Regions from separate parts of the Mus musculus genome. Here all the other regions are linked to region 7. The links are chromatin contacts, called in public Hi-C, Micro-C and promoter capture Hi-C maps. All regions are on one chromosome and are shown on one strand. Each heading gives the region's core, a stretch centred on a gene start, on an enhancer-like site or on the middle of the called end of the contact. The rest is flanking DNA. Distances are from core to core; before and after follow the strand shown. Region 1 holds the start of Cldn18 (claudin 18). Region 2 holds the start of Cep70 (centrosomal protein 70). Region 3 holds the start of Dzip1l (DAZ interacting protein 1-like). Region 4 holds the start of Ryk (receptor-like tyrosine kinase). Region 5 holds the start of Sox14 (SRY (sex determining region Y)-box 14). Region 6 holds the start of Pik3cb (phosphatidylinositol-4,5-bisphosphate 3-kinase catalytic subunit beta). Region 7 holds the start of Msl2 (MSL complex subunit 2).

Region 1 (2,856 bases), core at 339-2,838, 1.4 Mb before region 7:
GGTGGATAGGAGATTCTCATCATGGGGAGAAAAGATCTCACAGCAGGACAGGATCAAAGATCATGCAATGGGGTTGAACCACGTGGGTGAGTCGGGCTTGGAATGTTCAGAGCAGACATTGCGATAGGAAGCACGCAATCGGCAGTGTTTGGTGGGTGCTAGAAAGAGGGTACTGAGCACAGGACAGACACGGAGGTAACATGTGAATATGATCTCAGTCTATTTTAGTATGGATGTGGCTAGCCATGCAATAATCCAGGTTTTGTATGGTCTCCCCTTGACCTATCCCTTCAACACAGTATAATCTCTCCTGGTAGTCTGTTCCCCATCCCTCGGGCTATTTTCTTTCTCCCCTGCCTCCCTGCTTAGGTTTCTCATCCAGTCTGTGACTGTAACCCTGCATGGAGTGGCTTTCCAAGGCAGAGTCCACCCTGACACTACTCCTCAAAACAAAGATGGACTAATCAAATTGCTTTTCATAATTCCGCTCCAAGAGCCTCACGACCCCTTAGCATCTTGTAGATTTGTTTCATCTTTACAAGGGGTTTGCTTCAGAGAATCAAAGCCACACCTATGCCCTTGTACAAGTTGAGTTTGTGAATTATCGAGAATGCAAAGTGCCTATGATGCATGAAAAAATTATTCATATTAGAAGCAAAATTCAACTTTTATCTTCAAAGGTGAAATGGTGTCATATATTATATCCTACATTGTTATAATATTATAATCTGACAACTCTTGCTTTTAGGGCAAGTATAGCAGATATTTTAATTGCAAATGCAGAAAAAGGAAATCGTAATTTAATGATAATGATCGTTTTTTTACACCTCACAGAGATCCTGCTTTAAAAAAAAAAGTAATCAAATCGAAAGTACAATTGAAATCACTCTCAATAAATTTCTCTGTCTATAACAAAATGCCATCCCCCCCCCCCCCTCTCTACTCTCAAGTCTATTCAGGCAGAAGCAAGTCTCTTGCTAATGGAAAGAAGCCTTTTATGTTCTCCTTAAACAACAAGGTTCAAACTAGCCTTTACCAGCACGTCCTTATATTAGACCCACTCTATTTGGCTGCTGTATGAATTCTCCTATCTCCTACATGGCTACTGTTCCCTTTGATCCAATGCCAAATTCTCTATTCACACCTTTTATTGGGAGCCAAGGCTGCCACAGTCACACCTGAGGCGGATTGCTCAGTCCTGGGAGTTTCTGAGGATGCGCAGCCCCTCAGCCTTGCCTCAATCACCTCGCCTACCTGGAAGGCCCAGGATGGTGAAGTATGGCCGGCACTCGGTGAACCCCGAGCTCTGTTGCACGCAACTCCTCCAGAGCCCTTCATACTGGAACACGGCGGTGACTGGGTTGTCATACAGGTCTTGAGTGCTCCACATGTCCATCCCAGTGGCGGCTATGCAGCCGGCCAGACCCAGGAGGGACAGGAGAAGCCCTACCACCTGGCACGTGGTGGTGGCCATGGCTTCAGCTGCTGGGCGCAGGCTTCCAGGAGCAACCACCACCCTCTTGCTGGGAAGGTTCACGGCCTCGGGCCTCGCTGGGGAGCGCTCTTAATCAGAAGCTCCCCTCAGCTCAGTGTTTGCTCATACTGTTTTCCTTAGATAGTTCAGTTTCGCTCCTGCTTCAAGGGCATGGTTTTCATTTGTTGGGGAAGCAGCCCCAAGAGGCACTTGTCTGGTTGAGCTTTGCAGCCCGGGTGGTTGGAACGTGGAGCAGGCTGAGTGGACGAACCTACTCTCCCCTCCTCCAGGCCCTCCGGGCTCTGCCTCTGCCCAGAACGCACTATCTAGGGGAAATCAAAGTTTGTCCACTACCGTGACAGCATGAGGAGAGACCACCAAGGCTGACCCTATCTATAACAAAACTTGCTGGGATTCACCCATTTGTCCCTATTGTAATTCAGACTGTAATACATTCTCCTCGCACTTCTATGTCACCTTTCTGTTCTGATCCCCAAAGGGCAGGGCACCTGTTATTATTTCATTCGTTAAGAGGTGGAAAAGGAATTTGTCCAGATGTTTTGAACTACAAGTACTGTAAGAGGCAGCAGTAGTGATTTCTACCCTTCACTTTCAGACTAGCGTTCCTTCTCTATCTACAAACTGAGAGGCTAGAACAAGCAAAGTTGAGAACAGGAAACCAGGTTGTAGAGATATACCCTTGATCTGCAGGTATTGATATGGCCCAGGGAGCTGTCCCTCATAAAACGGAACTATACAAATACCAAATACCACACACACACACACACACACACACACACACACACACACACACAACCACACACAACCACACCCTCTCTCCCCCACCACTTTTCTAGACATGGCAAGTTCTCTCTCCAGGAAGCCAGCTCATATTTGAATGTTATCTTGGATGCCCCCAGTCCCAATAAACACACAAAAAAATAGTTAACATGGATGGTCTTCTCGGGCAACCCTCTCCTCGACTGCACACTGCTTCCTGTGGTTGGTATTTGTAGAGAGTGAAGCATGAACCAGAACTGTCCCAAAGAGGGAACAAGCCAGCCATGACAAATGAGAAGCTCCGAGTGCTGCTGAGCCGAGCTACAAGGCCGAGACAATTGTCAATGCTATCGGCTTCTGCTGGGGGACTGAGATTGATCGATTAGGTTAAATAATGTTGGTGGAATGTATTCTAGATTAATTCTCGACATTGCTTCTGGGGGCACTGCCAACCTTGGTGCTACCGGAGGCCATATTTGTCATTCCCACAGAGCTCTGTGTGTGTGGTTCTCAGCTATCTGGTTTATCACTCATTCCTCCTAAAAATGTCGGCTCTAATGCAGCTAAAATAGGTTGAAACAGGTAAAAAAATTGATTTACCT
Region 2 (3,291 bases), core at 587-3,086, 1.8 Mb before region 7:
TAGCAGCTGGACCCACTTAACCATTGAAATTGGTTTGAAGCCGGGCATGGTGGCGCACGCCTTTAATCCCAGCACTTGGGAGGCAGAGGCAGGCAGATTTCTGAGTTTGAGGCCAGCCTGGTCTACAAAGTAAGTTCCAGGACAGCTAGGGCTACACAGAGAAACCCTGTCTCAAAAAACCAAAAACCAAAAAAAAAAAAAAAAAAAGAGATTGGTTTGAATTAATCAATGTCAACGTCTCCGTCTCCCTCCTCTAGGGTTTGTGTTGTGTGACCTAATCAATTGCTTTATTGTTTAAGGCAGTTTGAATTAGTTGAGTTTTTTGTTTGTTTGTTTGATTTTTATTACTCACATCAAAAGTAATTCTAACCCACGGATGTTTGGCCTATGGGTTGGCTCAGAAGATTGGGAAAGTCACCCTATTGTTCTGGAAAAGGTAAGCAGTTAGATTGTCTTAGGAAGCTGAAAATGAAAATCTGTCAGCTCCGTAGTGTGAATATCCAGATATAGAAAGGGAAGGAAGGGGCCATGAGGGGGAATAGAGGGATTGGGATGTGTTTGCAGAGAACACACACAGTTTAGACTCACTGTGTGCCTAAACGTGGGCTTGAGAGCAGTACTCTCTTAAGAGATGTGCCCTTGGACCACCCAGAGAGAGTCACTTTAGTTGATGTATTAGGGTCACTAAGACCCTGATGGGACTTGCATTTCCCAAGTCCTTCTGGAAATGCCTGTTGTCAATACCGCCACCGTGTGGCTGTAAGTTGCAAGGACAACGATGGTAGATTCCTGAAAACTCGAGGTCATCCTTTAGACTGCGAACATGATTTTTTTTCCCTTACATATTTTGGATTTCTTAACCCACTTTTGGTTTTTGAAAAGAGTGGAGAAGGACCTTCGTTTTATTTTTTTCCTTGAGCCAAGGCCTCCTGTAGCTTCCGGTGGTCTTGACTTTTGCTATAAAGCCAGGGATGACCTTGAACTCCTGATCTGCCTGTACCTCCTAAATTCTGGAATTACAGGCACGTGTCAGCTCGCCTGTCTTAGGCCGTGTTGAAGAATCAAACCCAAGGGCTTCCCGGACGCTGAATTCTACCAACTGATCTACATCTCCAGTCCCTCTTCCCCACCAGGTTTAGAATCAGTCTTAATTATTTCTCAGCGGACAGTTGGTTCTCCCTCCTGGCTATACATTAGAATCACTTCGGGGAACCATATAAACTCTGGACGTGTGGGCCCCACTTTAGAGATCTTGACTTAATTAACCTGGAGGCCCATAGATCGTTTTCAAGGCTTTTCAGCTTATCTAAAGTTGAAGCAAGAGTTGTGCCTCATGTCCTTATGTAATCTTTTATCTCTGTAGCCACAAACCCTTTATTAACCAGTCTTATCAGTGTCTAACAGGAGCCCAAACTGCCTATCTAGACTGAGCTTCGTCAGGCAGGCATCTCAGTTCTTCGTAGACCTTTGAAAATATTCAAGGAGAAGGTGAAATGTTATCAAGAAATGCTTATTGGGGTTGCCCCGTGCAGACAGTTCCTGAAAAAGGCTCGCAGTCAGGGCGTGAGGGGGAGCTGTAGGGAGCGCAGGCATCCAGTGATAATAAGGCAGCCCCGGCCTCACTTTCACTTGCAACCGCAAATGTGTGTATTTCTAGCTTCTCGGGGATCAAAGAAACACCATGGTGACTGAGCGACTATCAGGCGGAGCGTCCAGGAAGTGTCAAAGCGCCTGCTACAAAGTAGCCGCAGCAAGTCCGGGTCCGGTGGGAGTGGAGGCGGGAAGAAGCCCCGCCCCGTGGGCGGAGCTAACGATAGAGCGCGGCGTGGACCCGCCTTCCCGGCGCGCCAGGTGGTGTTGTCCCGCCCCGCTGGGAGGCCATCGACTGCGTCAGTTCGATTGGTCAGCCTGGCTGCGCTAACGGTCGCGTAGGCGGGGCTTAGGCCGCGGGGGCGAGCGCGGTGGAAGCCACGGGCTGTGACCGAGGTGAGTGGCGCTTGGGGTCGCCGAGGACTTTACGTGGGCCCCCTTCAGGTGCACGCCCAAAGGTGGCTTCTCCGGAATCCGGAGCGTCCCACTCACCAGCCAGGGCCCTCAGAATGGAGTCGCCCCGGCTCCTACGCGCTAGCTAGGAAATGCGCGTGCAGGTGTGGGCGTGGACCTCCCTGCGGGGAGCCCGCCCGTCGCTTTGTGTCCCTCGCTCCTCACTCAACCTCTTCTCCCAGCCGAGTGTTGAAGGTGTGCGACCTGGTAGAGGAAGCAGGAACTGAGCTTAGACTCCTACATGGAATCGGCTGGGTTCCGGGCTAGCTCCAGTTCTCTTTGCGGCGCTGTCAGGTGATAGCGATTTGGAGCCAAGTGGGAGATCGCGGAGTAAAGGGTAGGCGAGTACCCCTCCTGTCAGACTCATTACAAATTTAAGGACTCCGCCTTTATGTGGGTCCACGTTGATTAATGTGAAAAACACAGCAAAGCCTAATCAAGGTTCCCACTATTATCAACTAATCAATAATTGTTCACGCCACGGTGCAGACGTAGAGAAAGAGGACAACCTTGGGCGTCGGTCATTGCCTCTACCTTGTTTGAGACAAGGTCTTTTGTTTTTCTGCATACTGTAGGGGATGGAGGGGAGAGCTGCAGAGTCCGATCTCCCTACAGGAGGCCCGGGGTTACAGAATTCTCGCCTCCTGTGGATTCTGAGGATTGCTTCTCAAGCTTTCTTGGGACAAGTGCCTTTACCCACTGAGCTGTCTCTCTAGCCTGCCACTTTATTTTGTAATCATATCAGCGCTGCAGGCATTGGTTTCAATCTTGTGCATTGCATGGATTTTTGTAAATAGTAAATAGCTAGTAAATGGTAAACCGTGAAGAGCAAGTTGCAATGTTGTTGGAATTGAATTGTTGATTCACGTTAAGGCAAGGTTTCATGCAGGCCGTCTGAGGACGACATTGAATTCCTGATCCTCCAACCTCTGAAATGCTGGGGTTACAGCTAAACACCACCACACCCAGCTATTATATTTATGGGGGTTTTGTTTTTTTTTTTTTTTTGTTTTTGTTTTTTGTTTTTTGAGGCAAGATTTCTTTATGTAGCCTTGGCTGTCCTGGAACTAGCTCTCTAGACCCAGCTCACCTAGAACTCACAGAGATCCTCCTGCCTCTGCCTCCTGAGTGCACACCACCATTGCCTGGCTATAAAATTTTAGTATGTGTTGTATTTTAACAGATCCTCAGATACCTACAGGGCAATTAATGAACTGTTGTGAAACATGGATGGACTGTGTCAAAATA
Region 3 (3,322 bases), core at 648-3,147, 1.4 Mb before region 7:
CATACTGGGGACCAAGACTTTACCACATGGACATTTGGGGACTCCTAACCAAACAATGTTAAGGATGGGGACTCCAGGAAGTGATGCAGTTATGAGAGTAGAGCCCTCCCAGCTGGATTCAGTGCCCTTACAGAAGAGTCTTTTGAGAGCTACTAGATCCTTCTACCATGTTGATTAGAAATAGAGCTCTAGGCTGAGGAGATAAAGGGCTGCCATATTGGATGCTGTGGCCTCAGCAGATGACAGTTATTCAGTGCTTGTGATTTCTCATCAAAACAAACAAACAAACAAACAAACAAACACCAAACCTTCACTCCAGGAAGTGATGCAGTTATGAGAGTAGAGCCCTCCCAGCTGGATTCAGTGCCCTTACATAAGAGTCTTTTGAGAGCTACTAGATCCTTCTACAATGTTGATCAGGAAATAGGTGCTCAGCAGATGGGATCTGCTGATGCCTTGATCTTAGACTTCCTAGCTTCCAAGAGCAGAGCGAAGGGGTTTCTGTTTAGTCTGTAGTATTGTATCACAGTAGTCTAAATGGACTAAGACAAATCTGGTCCATGTAATAACACATGCCAGTATTTCCTTCCTCATTAAGGGTGAATGATATTCCATTGTATGTGTAAGCCACGTGTTCTTAGCCAATCAGCTGCCCATGGGCGCTTGGATTACTTCCACATTTTGGCTGTTGTAAATAATGTTATTATTTTATTGTACATTGTGTGTGTGTGCGCGCACGCACATATCTGTATATACAGATGTCAGAGGACAAGTTTCAGGAGTTGTTTCCTTCCACGGTGTGGGTTACAGGAATCCAATCCAGGATATCCGACTTGATGACAAAGCCCTTTACCTGCTGAGCCATTTTGACAGCTCATTAAATACAAGTGTCCAAGAGTTTGTTTGGGGTCTTGCTTTAAGCTTCTTTGGATATAGATCTAGACATGTGCCTTATTTATTATTCTGTTGCTGAGAAGAGACCCCATGACCAAGGTAACTCTTATGAAAAAGAAAAGTACTTAACTGGAGGCTTGCTTACAGTATCAGAGGCTTAGTCCATTTATCATAATTGCAGGGAGTATGGTAGCAGGCAGGCCTGGTGTTGGAGAAATAGTTAAGAGTTACATCCTGACCCACCTGACCCGTAAGGGTGGGCGAAGACTGGGTCTGACATGGGCGTTTTGAAACCTCAAAGCCCACCTCCAGTGTCACACTTTCTCCAACAAGGCTATACCTCCTAATCCTTGTAATATTTTCAAATAGTGCTGAATCATGGCAAACCATTTTGTTTCCCACAGTGGCAGTACCATTTTGAATTCCCATCAATAACGCACAGAAATTTGAGTTTCTCCCCACCCTTGGCAACGTTTATTCCTAGGGCTTTTGTCCTTGCTGTCCCCAAGATGCAGAGCTTGGCATTTTGAAGCTGTGTTGAGAGAAAGGCCCTAAGATACAACAAACCCTCCCAGAACTTAAAGTCACGAGATGAGAGTCCCAACGAGAGGGGGCAGGGATCTATAATCAGGAGAGAAAATATAATACCCCCAACTCCTGCCGGAGCTTTCTGGGCAACGTTAATGGATAAGGGATCTGAAAGGTGATTGCCATCTGATCAAATTGGAGCACACCTATGGGTCTCCTAATGTGGCTCAGGTCAAATTCCTTTAATTTTGCGGGCTTGCCAACAGTCGCTGCATCCTGCCATGTGAAGTGAAGGGATGGTGACAGAGTCTGTCCTGCCGCTCATCAAGGCCTGGGAACTTGGATGCTGGATTTCCTTAACGAATTCAAAGCAGCACTCCCTCCTTCCCCCCAACCCCCCTCCCTTGCAACTCTAAAAATAGCTGTTCCCGGGCTCTGGGGAGAGGCTCCGCCTCTGCTGTGGGTGGATGGGCTGGGGGTAGGGGTTGGGGTGGGAAGCACCGCAGACCCCAGGCCTGAGCTACTGGCGGGGAGAGACGCGTAGGGTCCGCGCGGCTGGCAGCATCCTCGGGCTGCACTGTAGGAGATGGAGTGAGTCTGGACTTGCGGATGGGGTGAGTCGGGACGTGGGAACCTCTAAGACCTCCAGTCGCCGGCCCTTGTTCCGGGTGACCCCCAGACTGCCACAGGCCTCCCAGGAAAACTATGTCTGGAATCCAGCGGGGAGCCGCCGGAGGGAGCGCGGTTCCAGGCGGAGCTACTTGGCCGCTGCGCGCGCAGGTTAAACATTAGTGGCTGCGGTAGCCAAGCGAGGAAAGGAGCTGCGTGGTCGAGGGTGCTTCACGACGTCCCGCTCCCTGTGCCTCCATCCCTTTATCCCAGCGGCTTCGGATTGTGCAGGACTGAGGTACCCTGCGGGGGGGAAGAGCTCGCATGCCAGGAGACACGGAGGCGCGGAATGGGGGATGTCTGACACCCAACCCTCGGCGTTTTCAGGAGTGTGGTCTTGGGAAATGCAGTTTTTGAAAACAGTAAAGCGATCTAAGGGACTGCAGATCCGAGTTCTGTGGGAAGTGGGGTTCGGTTACTAACGAGATGATTTTTAAATAAAGATTGGCGTGTCTAGGTTCCTCCGCTTCCGGTCCCGGGCTGAAGTTTAACGGGAGCACAGACTTAGGGGTGGATGAGAGTAGAAGTCCACAGGGCAAGTGTGTACCAGGCAGGATCAGAGGACAGGGCCTGGTAGAATTGCCTTCACAACGGTCCTGAAGGGCCCAGGGCCGGTGCTGTCCTGGCCATGTCTCCAGGAATTGGTTTCTAACAGGATTAGGCCTAGGGAGTGTGAGATGTTCCAACCCTGCTCTCCCATCTGTCTGTAAGTGTTCAGCAAGATGGTCACTTCCTTCCCCAAGGTGTGGTCTGGCAGGGGAAAACTACCCTGCTCAGAGAAGGTTGTCTGTCTGTCTGCTTGCTCCCTCCTGTGGAAATGGTTTTAGATCATTAAAGTACAGAACCTTCCTAATGCTGCAGGCCTTTAATACAGTTCCTCATGTTATAGTGATTCCCCCAGCCATAAAGTTATTTCATTCTGCTTCATAACTGTAATGTCGTTACGGTTATGAATTGTTAATGTAAATATCGGACATGAAAAATACCTGAGATTCCTCGGGGGTCGCGACCCACAGGTTGAGAACCACTGTTTTAGCTGCATGCCTTAAATTGAGAACAGAAATCTTGTGCATTTGGGAGCTGAACTTCTTTTGTTTGTGCCACTCAGAACACTTCAGAGGAGAAGGGGAGCCCTTGGTAGGCAGTTCTGAATGTCCTGTGCTCACTTTGCAGAAGAGGAAGCTGTGGGCTAGCCAACCACTTGCCCCAACACTGGCCAGTCACTTGCTTG
Region 4 (2,945 bases), core at 197-2,696, 1.8 Mb after region 7:
GTTCATGCCCACTTCCTGGTCTCTTCCTGCAGGGCACTGTATTCTGTGCTGGGGAACTGAAGCTTGACAAATTGAGGCCAGCTTGTCTCCAAATGGAATCCATCCCTCTCACTACAGGAGAGAGGGGGGAAAAATATCAAGATCCAACTATCCTCCTCTTCGGTCTCTCTCCCTGCCCTGGCAGGGGATACAGGTAATATCTCTCAGGGCCTGCGTGTGGATGGGCAACTGGGAGCTTGAAGCTAGGCCGGGCAGAAAGCAGCTGCTCTCCACAGGCAAGGAGGGAGGCATAAGGTCAGTGAACGGGTCACAGGGATGGGATGACCCTGTTCTGGAGGAAGTGAGAAGGGATGCTTGGGAGCCAGCCTGAGTGATGGCTTGTGGAGTAAGCTTGACTGGGGCTTCCCCAAATTCTTCATCAGAGTCTCTGGGATGTATCAGAGATCCTTAACCGGTTTAGGGAGACAAGGGCTTCCTAGAGCAAGGGATGAAATGTAAAAACCACTCTCCAGTATGTGAAAGCACCCATGCACACAGACAGCCATGTACAGCCATAAGCACACACTCACATACATTCCATGTTTTGGAGGGGGGGGCTGGCATGGACCACAGGTTAAAAGCCCAGATACAGGTTGATTTACAGTAAAGGAGAACTAGGATAATAAAAGTTCGTCACATGTAAAAATAAGCTTGCTGGGCATGGGTGGCACAGGCCTTTAATCCTGGCACTTGGGAAGCAGAGGCAGGCAGATCTCTGTGAGTTCAAGGCCAGCTTGGTCTACATAGCAAGTTCCATGCGGGCCAGGGCTACATAGTGAGACCCTGTCTCAAAACAAACAAACAAACAAACAAACTGTAAACCAAAATACAAAATAAAAAGTTTACTAAGGTTTTATGAGTTTTTTTTGTTTTTGTTTTTGCTTTCTGGAAAGTGTGTGGCATGTGAATTTTAGGGAACAGACATGCTAACTAGAGGCTGACCTCTGATGGTGGGATAAGGGAAGATTTCTACGTACCCGTCCCTTCTCACTAAATAAAACAGCATTCTTTTCTTTTGAGACAGCATCCAAGACTCAGGGCGCACCTGGGGAAGAATAAAGAGACCAACCGACTCTAGGCCTCAACGACTTGGGCTGGGGACTGGCTATATTAGCCTAGAGCCCTTCGCCTGGCCAGGGCACTTCATTATTGTTTTTGATTAGTTTGTGTCTCTTTAACTCATTTCCTTTATTCCTCGCGCGTTTCAGCCTGGCAAACAACGTAATGTTATTTATACCAACCCCTACGCGCGGCCCCCACCCCGACCTCAGGTCTGAGACGCTCTCCCGTGCACGCGCGCCCCAGAACCAGGCGCTCTCGGTCGGGCGGCACATGCGTGCGCGCCCTCGCGCACGGCGGGCACGCGCACGCGCGCGTCTCCGCCCGCAGCTCGCCCCCCCACCCCCTCCCGTTCCCGGGCGGCGGGTCTGAAGCGGCGGCGCGATGAGCTGGCCGGCCGCCCCCGGCTCGGGGCTGTGAGGCGCTCGGGGCCGGGGTGCGCGGCGGCGCGGCGGGCGGCGGACGCTCCTGCTCGGCGGCGGCCATGCGCGCGGGCCGGGGCGGCGTCCCGGGGAGCGGCGGCCTGAGGGCCCCGCCGCCGCCGCTGCTGCTGCTGCTGCTGGCGATGCTGCCCGCCGCCGCCCCGCGGTCCCCGGCCCTGGCCGCCGCTCCTGCGGGACCCAGCGTGAGCCTCTACCTGAGCGAGGACGAGGTGCGCCGGCTGCTTGGTGAGTGGCGCGGCTCCCGGGGCCTCGTGAGCCCGCGGTGCTGCCGCTGCGCCGCCCGCGCTCTCTCTCTCTCTCTCCCTCTCTGCAGCCTCCCTGCGCGTGTCACTCTAGGCCGCGGAGCTCCGGAGCCTCGGAGTCGGCGCTCGGGACACGGGTGGCCGCTCCTTAGCCTGCTGTGGGTGGCCCACAGGCCACGCCGCCGCCGTGCGCTTGCTTTCTGGTTAGCGAGTGGGGGGCAAGGTGAGCCGGGCGCCCTGAGTTGTGTGGCATCCTGCACACCTTCGGGCCGACCGGATCCCAAGCATCGGGGTTTGCCTTGGGTTCCTTGAGTGTGACCTGATGCTGCCGTTCCAGGCCACTTGCCTACTCTGCAGACCCTGAAGCGAGAGGAGAACTTGGCTTTGGGGTCCGTCGGCGGTGGTTCCGTTTACCTGTTTAGCCCGTTGTTTGGGGAGTCCGACTCTGCCCTCCGCTTGGAACTCTGTGCATTCTGAAAATCAGCCCTTGAAGGAAGGCCTGGCCAGCCATCAAAAGGAAGTCTCTGATAGTTAGGGATACCCAGCTTTTGCCGTCTTTTGTGCATTAAGGCAGTCCCTTCACTTTTTATCGGGGTGTTTTAGAGTGAAGTGTTGGAACTGGAAAGGTCTCCCCCTAAATATCCATTAAGTGTCACTTTTTTAGTGAGCGAGTATGCCTCCCCCAAGTGTGTGTGTGTGTGTGTGTGGTGTGCGCGCGCGTGTGTATGCGTATGTGTGTATTAGAGGAGGTTTTTTTGTTTGTTTGTTTGTTTGTTTGTTTTGTTTTGTTTTTCCTTTCCAGACAGGGACTTTATGTAGCCTGGGCTGTTTTGGAATCCACTATGTAGACCAGGTTGGCCTCAAGCTCACAGAGAGCCTTCTGCCTGTTAGAAGAGTTTCTTAGGGTCTGTTGAGAGAGTTTAGCCTCGGAATGAAAACTGCTTTTAGCAGACTGTTTAGACATAGTTGTATGTGTAGGTTTATCGGCTTTAACTAAAGAACTGTGTTTTCCTAACATCCTAATTTAACCTTCCTTATAGTCTAGTTGAATTAGCTGAATTTAGTCTAGCAGAATTGAAATGGCATCTGAGTTACGCCTGGAGCATGGGAGAAAGGCTTGGGAAAAAATAACGATTTGTAGTGCGGCTCCTAGGCGTGCTTT
Region 5 (3,146 bases), core at 115-2,614, 1.2 Mb before region 7:
TTCCCTTCCCCCCTGGAAGAGAGAGGCAGAGTCTGGGGTGGGCAAGGGGCAGCGGCAGGCCTGACCCAGAGGCATCTGCGGGCCAGACTAGGTGCAAAGGAAAGGATTCAGATCTCTGCTTCCACGCTACCCATCAGGTCCGGGCCAAGCTTGGGGTTACATGGCCGTAGCGTGGGCTGACGAATAAGGGTCTATGCCAGTCTTGGTCATGCCTGGGAAGAGGATGTAGGCGACAGGGGGCTGCAGGGTGGAGGCAGACCAGGCGGTACAGTTACAGGGCACCACGTAGCCCGGGTTGGTGGGGGACGGGTGCGTGTGCGTGTGCTGGCTGGGGCAGCTGAGACTGCCGAAGGCGCCGTTCTGATAGCCCAGGGTGGACGCGTAGGGCAGCGCGCTGGTGGCCAACGTGTGGGGCACTTCACCCATCTTCTGGATGGCACTGGAACTAAATTGCGCAGGGTCCAGCAGGGAGTAAGGTGCCGAGGCAGGCGGCAAGAAGGCCCGGGCTTTCTCGGGCGCGCTCAGGAGGCCGTCGGAAGCCCCCACGGGCAGGCCGGCCGCCTTGAGCGGGTCCGTGTCGCCCAGGTAGGGCAGGGGGAAGACATACCTGTCCTTCTTGAGCAGGTTCTTCGGCTTGCGCCGCGGCCGGTACTTGTAGTCAGGGTGCTCCTTCATGTGTTGGGCGCGCAGCCTTTTGGCTTCATCGATGTAAGGCCGCTTCTCTGCCTCGGACAGGAGCTTCCATTCGGCGCCCAGGCGTTTGCTGATCTCCGAGTTGTGCATCTTGGGATTTTCCTGGGCCATCTTGCGCCGCTGGCCCCGGGACCATACCATGAAGGCATTCATGGGCCGCTTGATGTGGTCTGAAGGTTTGGACATGGTCCCGGCGAGGCGGGCGGGGGCGGGGAATGCAGGGGCTCTGCGGGCGAGCCTGGGCGCGGTTGGCCGTCTGTCTTTCTGTCCGTCCTGAGCCCGGGACTCTGAACTCCCCTCGTCTCGGAGCCGCAGAGGGGAAATCAGAGAGAAGAGCTGACCCTGCAAAGTTTTCAACTGATCATGCCAGTCCCAGCCCCCAGGCAGCCCCCAGGGGGCCGAAGGGTAGGAAGGGCAGCGGGGATGAGAGGGCGCTCGGCCTGGAGTCTGTGGGCACCAGAGATTGGGGCCCAAGTACCAGAGTCTTGGGATTAAGTGGCTAGGTAATTTTCTGGCAAGGGCAGGAGATTCCTCCTTCGCTCCCTCTTCACCTTCGCCTTCTCTCCTTCCCGTCTCTCCCCTGGCTTCTCTGGCCGTGGCTCCCCCCCTCCCGTGGTTTCCGGGCGCTGCTTTGCCTAGCACTGCACCTGGCCGAGAATGCGGGGAGGCTGGTGAACTGCAGCCAAAAGCGGCGAAGTTCAAAGGCGAGGTGGGCCGGGACCGCACGCACTCTGACATAAGCGCGGGGCGGCGACTCCCCAACCTGGGCTCCAATCAGCAGCAGGGAAGGCGAGGGGGCGCACCTGCCAACTCGCGAGTAGTGGAAACCCGGAGCGTCCCTGATGGGGGCGGGGAGAGGTATGAGGGACAGAGAGACCGCCACCGCGAACAGAGCGGCTTGATAGCTCAGGATTCGGGGCGGGGGTTCACATTGTCTCTGGCACTGTCAAAAAATTAAAACTCTTCGTGACCCCTGTTTTTCTTCCCCAGTTGTTCAAAGGAGAACCGGTGCTTCTAATAATATAAAGACCCAGGAAGCTGTCAGCCAAGCCAGCAAGCCCAGAGCTCACGTAGATAAATAGGACAGTCCCGTCACCAAATGGGAAGACAGCACCCTCTACCCCCACCCCGCCCCCAACAACACACACTTGTCAAAGATCCTTGGGAGAGGAAAAGAATATATCAAACTCAGGCCAAAACCAAAATAAACTTTTCGCGCCAGAACATCTACGGTGCTTTGGTATCATTCTCCCAGGTTGGCTTTAGGCGGCGCCTCCACCTGTAATCCAGGACGCTCTGCGGAGCAGTTCTGGGTCCCTGGGGGTCGGAGCCAAGAGCTTTGAGCCGAGACCAGGATGCTTCATGCGGGCTTCGCAGAGGTTTAGAGTCCTGATTGGCAAGCCCTTAACACTCTTCACTTTGGGGGCCCTTGCCACTAGGACTCTTCACTTTGAGGGTTGAGTGTGGTAGGCAGAGGTCCATCCTGATTCTTATTCACCTATGTTATTATTATTAGGCGATTTAAAACTCGAAGCTTCCCTCAACGTCCAAACTGCAAGGGCAGAGGGAAGGCGGGGCTTGGGGACCTTCCTGGTCTCTCTTCTGCGCCTGCAGCGTGGAGCCTCAGGCTGTACCCTCTTAGCTAGGGTCAATTTTTCTCAGGGTGCCTTTTCCCACCCAGTGAGGATGGGGGCTCGTTTCTCGAGTCAGATGAGCATTCTTCGGGTAAAGAGGACGAAATAACCCGCCGAGCCAACCTGCGAGCCTGTTTTCTTTGAATAATTGCCTGGCCGATGCGAAATGCCCTTGGGGGAAATATTTATTAAATGGAAACCATTGTCCCGGGTCCTGAAGGACTGGAGTGTGTTCCAGACTTATTGGCTTTTGCGCTAGCCAGTCTCTCCCGGGAGGAGGACAGGCCGAAATGCCCACGGCGCAGTCGGCTACCAGAAGCTGCGAGTGGGGGTAGGTGGGCGGCAAGAAGGGAGGGCCTTTTTTTTTAATGTAGTGTGTTGTGTTTGAAGGAGAGAATTTATTTCCGCTTCCTATGATTGCAAAAACGTGGGGGCGGGGGGGGGGCGGGAAATCGGTCAGCTTTAGGGCTGTTCTTAACAGTGTTGGATGTTATTCCCATTTCACAGATGAGGAATAATTTCCGGGAGAACTGATCTTCATTCTGATTTATTTAGAGGCAGCTGGAGCCCCTACTTTCTGAGAAAACTTTCACCTCTACCTGGGGAGGCTACCTTCCTATTGTAAAGCAGATACACAACATTTGAATTCCTCCAAAGGTGGCCCTTCACTCTCAGCTTCTCTCCTTTCTACCTCTCTCCTTCCCTCCCGTCCCCTTCTCTCTCCTCACCTCTCCCTTCTCTTCTTTCCGCTCCCCCCTGGCCCCCACCTCCCTAGAGATTACTAAAGCAGAAGTACCGTTCTGCGAACTTCCAGGAGAA
Region 6 (3,026 bases), core at 337-2,836, 1.9 Mb before region 7:
AGGGTGCCATGATTCTGCTAAGCTAGCAGGTCTACCAGCAAACTCCTGGAATCTACTTGTGTGCCCCTCCCCAGCAATGGGACTACAAGTGGATGCCACCCTAACTTTTAACATCTATTCTGGATATGCCGAGTTCTGTAATCCAAAGACAAGGGAGAAAGAGGCATGAATCAAAGCCAGCCTAGTCTATAGAGTGAGTTCCAGACCACTGAGGACTAACACCGCAAAGTTCTGTCTCAAAAGATCCATAACACCGCAAGGTTCTGTCTCAAAAGATCCAAAACAAAATAAAACAAAACAAAACAAAAAAACTTACAAAGCAGTACCAAGACCCGCAAGTGATAATGAACTCCTGGAAACTCAGACTCCTTGGAGATTTCATTACGACTGGTATTCCCAAACATCCATTCAGCACTTCAGAATAAATACTCATCTAATTTAATTATGATGACTTCACCAGACAGTAAGTAACACTGCCCACAACGATGTTTACAAAAGCACTTGTCACTCCCTTCGGATGTAGCAATGCAGGAAAAAAGGAGTATGTTTCCATACTCTTCCTGTGTTTATACTCTGTAACAAGTGACAATTTAAGTGTCACTTCAGATGGGTTAAATACCAAAGTAAGTCAGGTAACATGTCCCACCACCATCTTCCACGTTGTGTAAACTCTGATTCTGATAGGATTCTTAGCACTAATTCACTCCGTACCCAAGACAGGTTTCCAAGTCAGCCTTTCCAAGAGAGAAACTACAGAATTCTAGGAAGAGACTACAGAATCCTACTCTGGCCGCTGTAAGATAACAGGCTCCTTCGTTAAGCAACTCGAGTTGAGCTTATTGCAACACTAGAGCGGTTCGGAAATAAATTTGCCCCCAATACCAACCTCTAGGAAGGAACAAGCCAGAGCCAGCAAGGATGCTGCAGTGAGCGACTCCCAAAAGCTCCCGTCCACCGAGCACTTACAGCGAGGTTAGCACGGCCTCCCGCAATCCCGGGAGGTGAGTATTCACAGTTCCCGCTTCACGTCTCCTCGGGGTATTTCAGCCAAGGCCGCGCGGGACGGGTTAGCCGCAGCACCGGGACTCTGACCGGTCTGAAACCGGAGAGCCCGGAATCGTGCGGTGAACGCTGCGCCGAAACACCTGAGGGTCCGCAGCCGCCGGGCGTCCGCACCGACACCGGCTGGGCCGTGCCGCGCCCGCTCTCTCTGTGGTCGCCCACCGGGCGCCCTCCGCTGCTCGGTGTCCGCCGCCCGAGGCCTGGGCGCCGCGTACCTCGGAGCCCGCGCTCCCGCGGCCGAGCCCGGCAGGAAGCGCCCGCCCGAGCCGCCAGCGCCGCAGCCCGCGCCGCCTCCCGCGCTCACCTGCCCCGCGCGCCGCCACCGGCTCCCGATCCCGCAGCGCCGTCAGCAGCTCCCGCAGCCGTGCCCGCCTGGCTCCGACACCCGCATGCCCCGCTCCCAGTCTCTTGCTGCCTTCGGGGCTCAGCGCGACACCCGCCCACCGCCCACGACCATGGCCGGCTCCGTCGCAGCCGCTGCACCGCCCGACGGAGCACGCGCGCGCCACCGCCGTGCCCGCGCCTGCGCGAGCGCGCGCGCGAGCCTCCCGGGCTCTCCTCCCCGCTGCCCGGCCCCGCCCACCCTCTAGGGCCAATCCCCCGACGCCCGCCTCCAGGCAGCCCCGCCCACTCACCGCGCAAGCCCCGCCCCTCGAGGGGAGGCAGCACCAGCCTCGCCCTGTGCGGCTGTCGGTGCCGCGTTCCTACTGCGCTGCCGGCGCGCTGGGGTTGGCTCGCAGAGCACTGCGGTGTCTGCAGCCCCCAGCTCGCCGCCTTCGGGAAAACCTGCACCTCCCGGTTCCGCTTCTCCGCAGACTCCCCTTTGTTCCCACGGCCCAGCTGGCCTTCCATTCCCTGCGATGTGAACGATCATTTAGATGTAAAGAGTCCAGCCTTTGAAACACTTCTGTGTTCGTCTCTGCACCACCGCAGCTGACGTTTGGCTGCCAAACCTTACACTTCGCCCAGCGCTTTTTTTTTTTTTTCTCGCCTCTGTCTCCCTGCTGTCGGGAAATTTCATGGCTCTTTAGTGAGACGCTTGAATTTCACTTACTGTCAGCCAAACCTTGGGCGCGGCGGATAGAGCTCAGCGGTAGGGCACTCACATAGCCTAAGAGGTCCTGCGTGGGATACTTGTAGTCTTTTTGTTTACATATAGTAAACCTACTGTAACCTAACGCCACTCTAACAATTCAAGCAAATACTTAAGTAGTCTAGGATAGAATCTACAAGTAGAAGGAAAATGAGACAAGGTGTCAAAACAATAGTTTGATTCTGCGGATGTAACTAAGTGATTTAAAAAAAAAAAAAAATCAAGCGTGGTGGCTAATGCCTATAAAGCTCTGCATTCAGGACCAGAAGGCAGGTGCATTGCCAGGCCAGCTAGGTTACTTCCTGAGTTGCAGACTAGGCAAAGCTGCATAGCAGGGACCCTGTCTCAAAAAAAAAACAAAAACAAAAACAAAAAACAGAGGTTAACCTATTTCACCATGCTTGTACAAGTTTGGGGTTTCTACAAGTAATTTTATGTGGAGCTTTTGAGGCTTCAGCCCATTGCCAGTGGGACATTAAATGCTTAACCCAACTGTGAAGCCCAGGTCTTTTCAGATGTCTAATGAATAGAATTCCCCTTAATATTTAGCGAGCTCACAGCCAGAAATGTCAGTAAAGGACCTTCACACGTTGATCCTCGACCCTTGTACCAAGCTTCTTCCTTCCCCTCCACCACAAGGTCAGTCTCATGTCCACCACAGAAGCAAAAGTATCTTGCACTAGACTAGCAATGGCTTTCTGACCAAGCAGAAAGGGTTGGTGACACAAGCCAGGCTGGCAGATCTGTGAGTTGAGGCCAGCTTGGTCTACAGAGCAAGTTCCAGGAAAGCTAGGAGTACACAGAGAAACCTGGAGAGAGAGAGAGAGACAGAGACAGAGAGAGAGAGAGAGAGAGAGAGAGAGGCAGACAC
Region 7 (3,090 bases), core at 304-2,803:
GTGCTACCCAAAAACGGGTTTGTATTTTGAGAGGGGAGAATCACGCTGTTAGGCTTTATTTATATCCAAGTGTCCTCAGCCTTCTGCAAAAAAGGCAAAAGCTTTGTGTGTGCGTGTGTGTGTTTTAATGCAGAACAACGAAGGACTCAGACACTTTCGGACTCTACAGAACCAGAGCATACATCGCGGGCTGTGTCCACGCACAAGGGCAGGCTCGCTGGGGACCTAGAGGAGTGGCTTTCAAACTTGTGGGCCAGCGCCTAGTCCACGGCCCGCCACGCGCTAGGTTCCGGGAGGAGGCCGGCGAGGCCGGGGCTGGGCTGCCATCCTCCCACTGGGGTCAACTCCGGTCCCCGAACACCCTCCCCCCACCTCCGCCCCACGGCGCGACGCGGGCAGCCCACGCGAGGGGAGACCGTGCCCGCTACCCCAATTCACCACAACCCACACGCCTGGGAGACCGGATTGGAGAGCACGTGGGGGAGGGGCGGAGAGCGCGTCCGGCTCGAAACCGAGCATGCTCCGTGCACGGAACCGTAAGTGGCGAGCCAGACATGCGCAGTGAGCTCGGGGTGTGCTGGCGGCGGGGCAGGGCGGGGCTGGCGTGAGCGGGCTAATGTGTTTATCCGGTTTTCTGGGTGGGCGGTCAAAGCGCACGCGTAAGGGCGAAAGGCGGTAGGGTCGGGGTGGGTGTGTTGGGGGGGTTTGTGCATGCGCAGTGAAGCCGGCAGCGCGGGGAGGGTGTGGAGGGGGCTTTTAGAGGAGAAGCAGGGGAAAAGGGAAGCGGAGGGAGAGGAAGGGCGGGGGGTGGGGGTGGGGAGGGGGGGTGAGAGCGCGCTGTGCGCATGCGTACAAGGGCTAGCGACGACGGCGGCGGGGGAGGCTCGGGGATGACAGTGTCTTTGCCCGTTGGGGTAACGGTCGTCGTTACCGGCCGGGCCTGAGGCGCCGCACCATCTACTGCGGCCGGAGTAGCCCCGGCCCAACGGAGCTAGAGCGGCGCGAGAAGAAGCGTGAGGGCGGCCAGGCGCGAGGGAGGGGCCTGCAGCGGGCCTGGTCGTGCGCGCTGGGTGGCGGCGGCGGCGGCCTGGCGGGGTGAGCTCGCTTAAACCGCGGCTGGGCAGGCAGGCGGCGGCGGCGGCGGCGGCGGCGGCGGCGCAGCACCGTGGCAGTCGCGCTTGGAGGAGTCGTCCGTGCCGTGCCGAAAAGATGGCCGGGCTGTGAGGGGGCGGCGCTTGCGCTGGTGACCCCAAGTGTGCGGCTGAGAAGCGGAGGGGCGCCGCCGTCGCCGCCTGCCTGCCTGCCTGCCTGCCTGCCTGCCGGGCCTGCTCCCCGCCCCCTCCCGCCGCCGGGCCCCGCGCGCACTTCCTCCCGGGCCTCCCTTTCGGGCGGGGGCCTCCCTCCCGCCCGCCTGCCGCGCCAGGCGCAGCGTGGGCCCCGCGTCCGGCATGGCGAGAACGGCAGCGGCGCGCTCCCGCCGCAGTAGCAGCAGCAGCAGTAGCAGCCACAGCAGCAACAGCAACCTCCGCCGCCGCGGCTGCTGGCACTAGACCCGGGAATCCGACGCCTGCGCCGTAGTCCCCACCGTCCCGCTGCCTCCGCGACGTCGCTGCGATGGAGTAAGGGCCCCGCCGTCGGAAGAGAAACGTGTGGACCGCTTGGACCCCACCGGGCCCGCTCCCGTGCGCGCCAGCTCCACCCGGAGGTGCCTCCGCGGCCGGACATGCTGCTCGAGCGCAGGCCGCCCGCCGAGCCGCGGGGCTAGAGCGAACCCGGAGCCCGTCCGGAGCACCCAGCCGCGGCCGTGTCGGACGAACTCGATCGCTGATTTCGCTTGTCTCTCTTTGGTCTGCAAGTCTCAGGGACAGAGGAGGGGCGCCGAGGCCCCCATGTGTGGGAGGATTGCTTCAGCTTCACAAACTTGCACGGATTTTGGTTGCTGCTTTGGCCAGGGGTTCTGCTCAGATTTCTTCCGAATTGTTTTAAATTCGCCATTGTTCCCTGGCTGCTTACAAACTTGGATCCGGAATTTCTTTTCAACCGGGAGCCATTGGTGTCGAAGTGTCTGCAATGAACCCGGTGAATGCTACTGCTCTCTACATTTCCGCGAGCCGCCTAGTGCTCAACTACGACCCCGGAGACCCCAAGGCGTTTACAGAGATTAACAGGCTCTTGCCTTACTTCCGACAGTCCCTCTCGTGCTGTGTTTGCGGTGAGACGCTTCTTTATTGTTCCCCTTTCCCTGCTTGTTTTCTAAAGTTCCTTTGGCAGTAGTAACGTGAACGGTTGGCCGGCCGGTAGTTCGTCTTAAGGGGTGGTACTGTGCAGTAGTACACGGTCGTTAGTTTTGAAAGTCGCCCAGGGACTTTTGCCCGGCGTTTCAGAAAGGCCGAGAGCCTTTTTCAGCCACCTTTGTACGGAGGCTTTAACGTTCAAAATGGTTTTATTTCGCTTTGACACATCTTTCTGGTGTTTTATTTTTTTAAAATACATTTTAAAAAATTCTTCGACGGCTTCACACGTATAGCGGTGATGTCTTAAATGGGGTTGAAATGCCAGCGGCATGCTGCCTTCTTTTTAAAACCTCTGCTGCGGGAACTGATTGAATACCATTGTCATTAAATGTGGTCAAACATTGTTAAGAAATATGCACTGCACTCGTGTTTTGCAGAGGGTGGATGGTATAATCTTGATGCACCTCCAGCCAGAGACCTCAGTGCCCCAGGTTCTACAACAGATGGTTTGAAGGTTAGCACTGACCTAATGAAGCTGATGGTACTTTTTAGTTGGTGAGATCTTTTTACAGACTAGATTTTCTGTAGTTTTAATGTCAGGTGGCCTGGCAGAGTCGCATTGTTTATTTACTTGCTTATTTAAGACAGGTTCCTACTATGTAGCTTAGGCGGACTTCGAACTAGTGGTCTTAGTGTCTCAGTCTCTTGAATGCCGGTATTTCAGGCATGCACAGCCATGTCCCGTTTCAGAGGATTATTTTAAGATTTTTTTCAAAGGGTATTAGCCCCTGTCGGTTACAATACTTAATCAATCGTAAGAGATGAGTGAAAATATTGTCTAACTGGAAAGTGTTTA

The links. Promoter capture Hi-C pulls out the DNA fragments that hold promoters and counts their contacts. A called contact is a pair of places that touch in the nucleus more often than the background predicts.
Region 1: a contact with region 7 is called in a Hi-C map of cortical neurons. The contact joins the promoter of Cldn18 here to the promoter of Msl2 in region 7. A contact is called at or near these places in 1 of 39 promoter capture datasets (hippocampal neurons), 1 of 484 Hi-C or Micro-C datasets (cortical neurons) and 3 of 115 datasets of contacts at active chromatin or transcription factors (embryonic forebrain, pancreatic cancer cells and stem cell-derived neural progenitor cells).
Region 2: a promoter capture Hi-C map of erythroid cells shows a contact between it and region 7, with 14 times the contacts expected there. The contact joins the promoter of Cep70 here to the promoter of Msl2 in region 7. A contact is called at or near these places in 3 of 39 promoter capture datasets (the C10 cell line, erythroid cells and pre-B cells).
Region 3: a contact with region 7 is called in a promoter capture Hi-C map of hippocampal neurons, with 3 times the contacts expected there. The contact joins the promoter of Dzip1l here to the promoter of Msl2 in region 7. A contact is called at or near these places in 4 of 39 promoter capture datasets (the 3T3-L1 cell line, 3T3-L1-derived adipocytes, hippocampal neurons and 1 more) and 1 of 115 datasets of contacts at active chromatin or transcription factors (astrocytes).
Region 4: a promoter capture Hi-C map of liver shows a contact between it and region 7, with 4 times the contacts expected there. The contact joins the promoter of Ryk here to the promoter of Msl2 in region 7. A contact is called at or near these places in 3 of 39 promoter capture datasets (the 3T3-L1 cell line, hippocampal neurons and liver) and 2 of 115 datasets of contacts at active chromatin or transcription factors (astrocytes and extraembryonic endoderm stem cells).
Region 5: a contact with region 7 is called in a Micro-C map of embryonic stem cells, with 4 times the contacts expected there. The contact joins the promoter of Sox14 here to the promoter of Msl2 in region 7. A contact is called at or near these places in 3 of 39 promoter capture datasets (embryonic stem cells, hippocampal neurons and second pharyngeal arch cranial neural crest), 3 of 484 Hi-C or Micro-C datasets (all in embryonic stem cells) and 1 of 115 datasets of contacts at active chromatin or transcription factors (astrocytes).
Region 6: a promoter capture Hi-C map of erythroid cells shows a contact between it and region 7, with 17 times the contacts expected there. The contact joins the promoter of Pik3cb here to the promoter of Msl2 in region 7. A contact is called at or near these places in 2 of 39 promoter capture datasets (erythroid cells and pre-B cells), 1 of 484 Hi-C or Micro-C datasets (embryonic stem cells) and 1 of 9 other capture datasets (liver).

The regions. Positions count from the first base shown.
Region 1 is chr9:99,708,475-99,711,330 of GRCm38.p6, forward strand. Cldn18 (claudin 18) reads right to left here and starts at 1,589. Exons shown (of 5, transcript NM_019815.3): 1 at 1,255-1,589. The coding sequence starts at 1,474.
Region 2 is chr9:99,241,505-99,244,795 of GRCm38.p6, forward strand. It overlaps Cep70 (centrosomal protein 70), which reads left to right and starts at 1,837. Exons shown (of 18, transcript NM_023873.4): 1 at 1,837-1,986.
Region 3 is chr9:99,627,634-99,630,955 of GRCm38.p6, forward strand. It overlaps Dzip1l (DAZ interacting protein 1-like), which reads left to right and starts at 1,898. Exons shown (of 16, transcript NM_028258.4): 1 at 1,898-2,036.
Region 4 is chr9:102,833,474-102,836,418 of GRCm38.p6, forward strand. It overlaps Ryk (receptor-like tyrosine kinase), which reads left to right and starts at 1,447. Exons shown (of 15, transcript NM_013649.3): 1 at 1,447-1,766. The coding sequence starts at 1,583.
Region 5 is chr9:99,874,806-99,877,951 of GRCm38.p6, forward strand. It overlaps Sox14 (SRY (sex determining region Y)-box 14), which reads right to left and starts at 1,365. Exons shown (of 1, transcript NM_011440.1): 1 at 1-1,365. The coding sequence starts at 879. The coding sequence ends at 157.
Region 6 is chr9:99,138,625-99,141,650 of GRCm38.p6, forward strand. Pik3cb (phosphatidylinositol-4,5-bisphosphate 3-kinase catalytic subunit beta) reads right to left here and starts at 1,587. Exons shown (of 24, transcript NM_029094.3): 1 at 1,367-1,587. It also overlaps the pseudogene Gm2773.
Region 7 is chr9:101,073,209-101,076,298 of GRCm38.p6, forward strand. Msl2 (MSL complex subunit 2) reads left to right here and starts at 1,554. Exons shown (of 2, transcript NM_001100451.2): 1 at 1,554-2,212. The coding sequence starts at 2,071.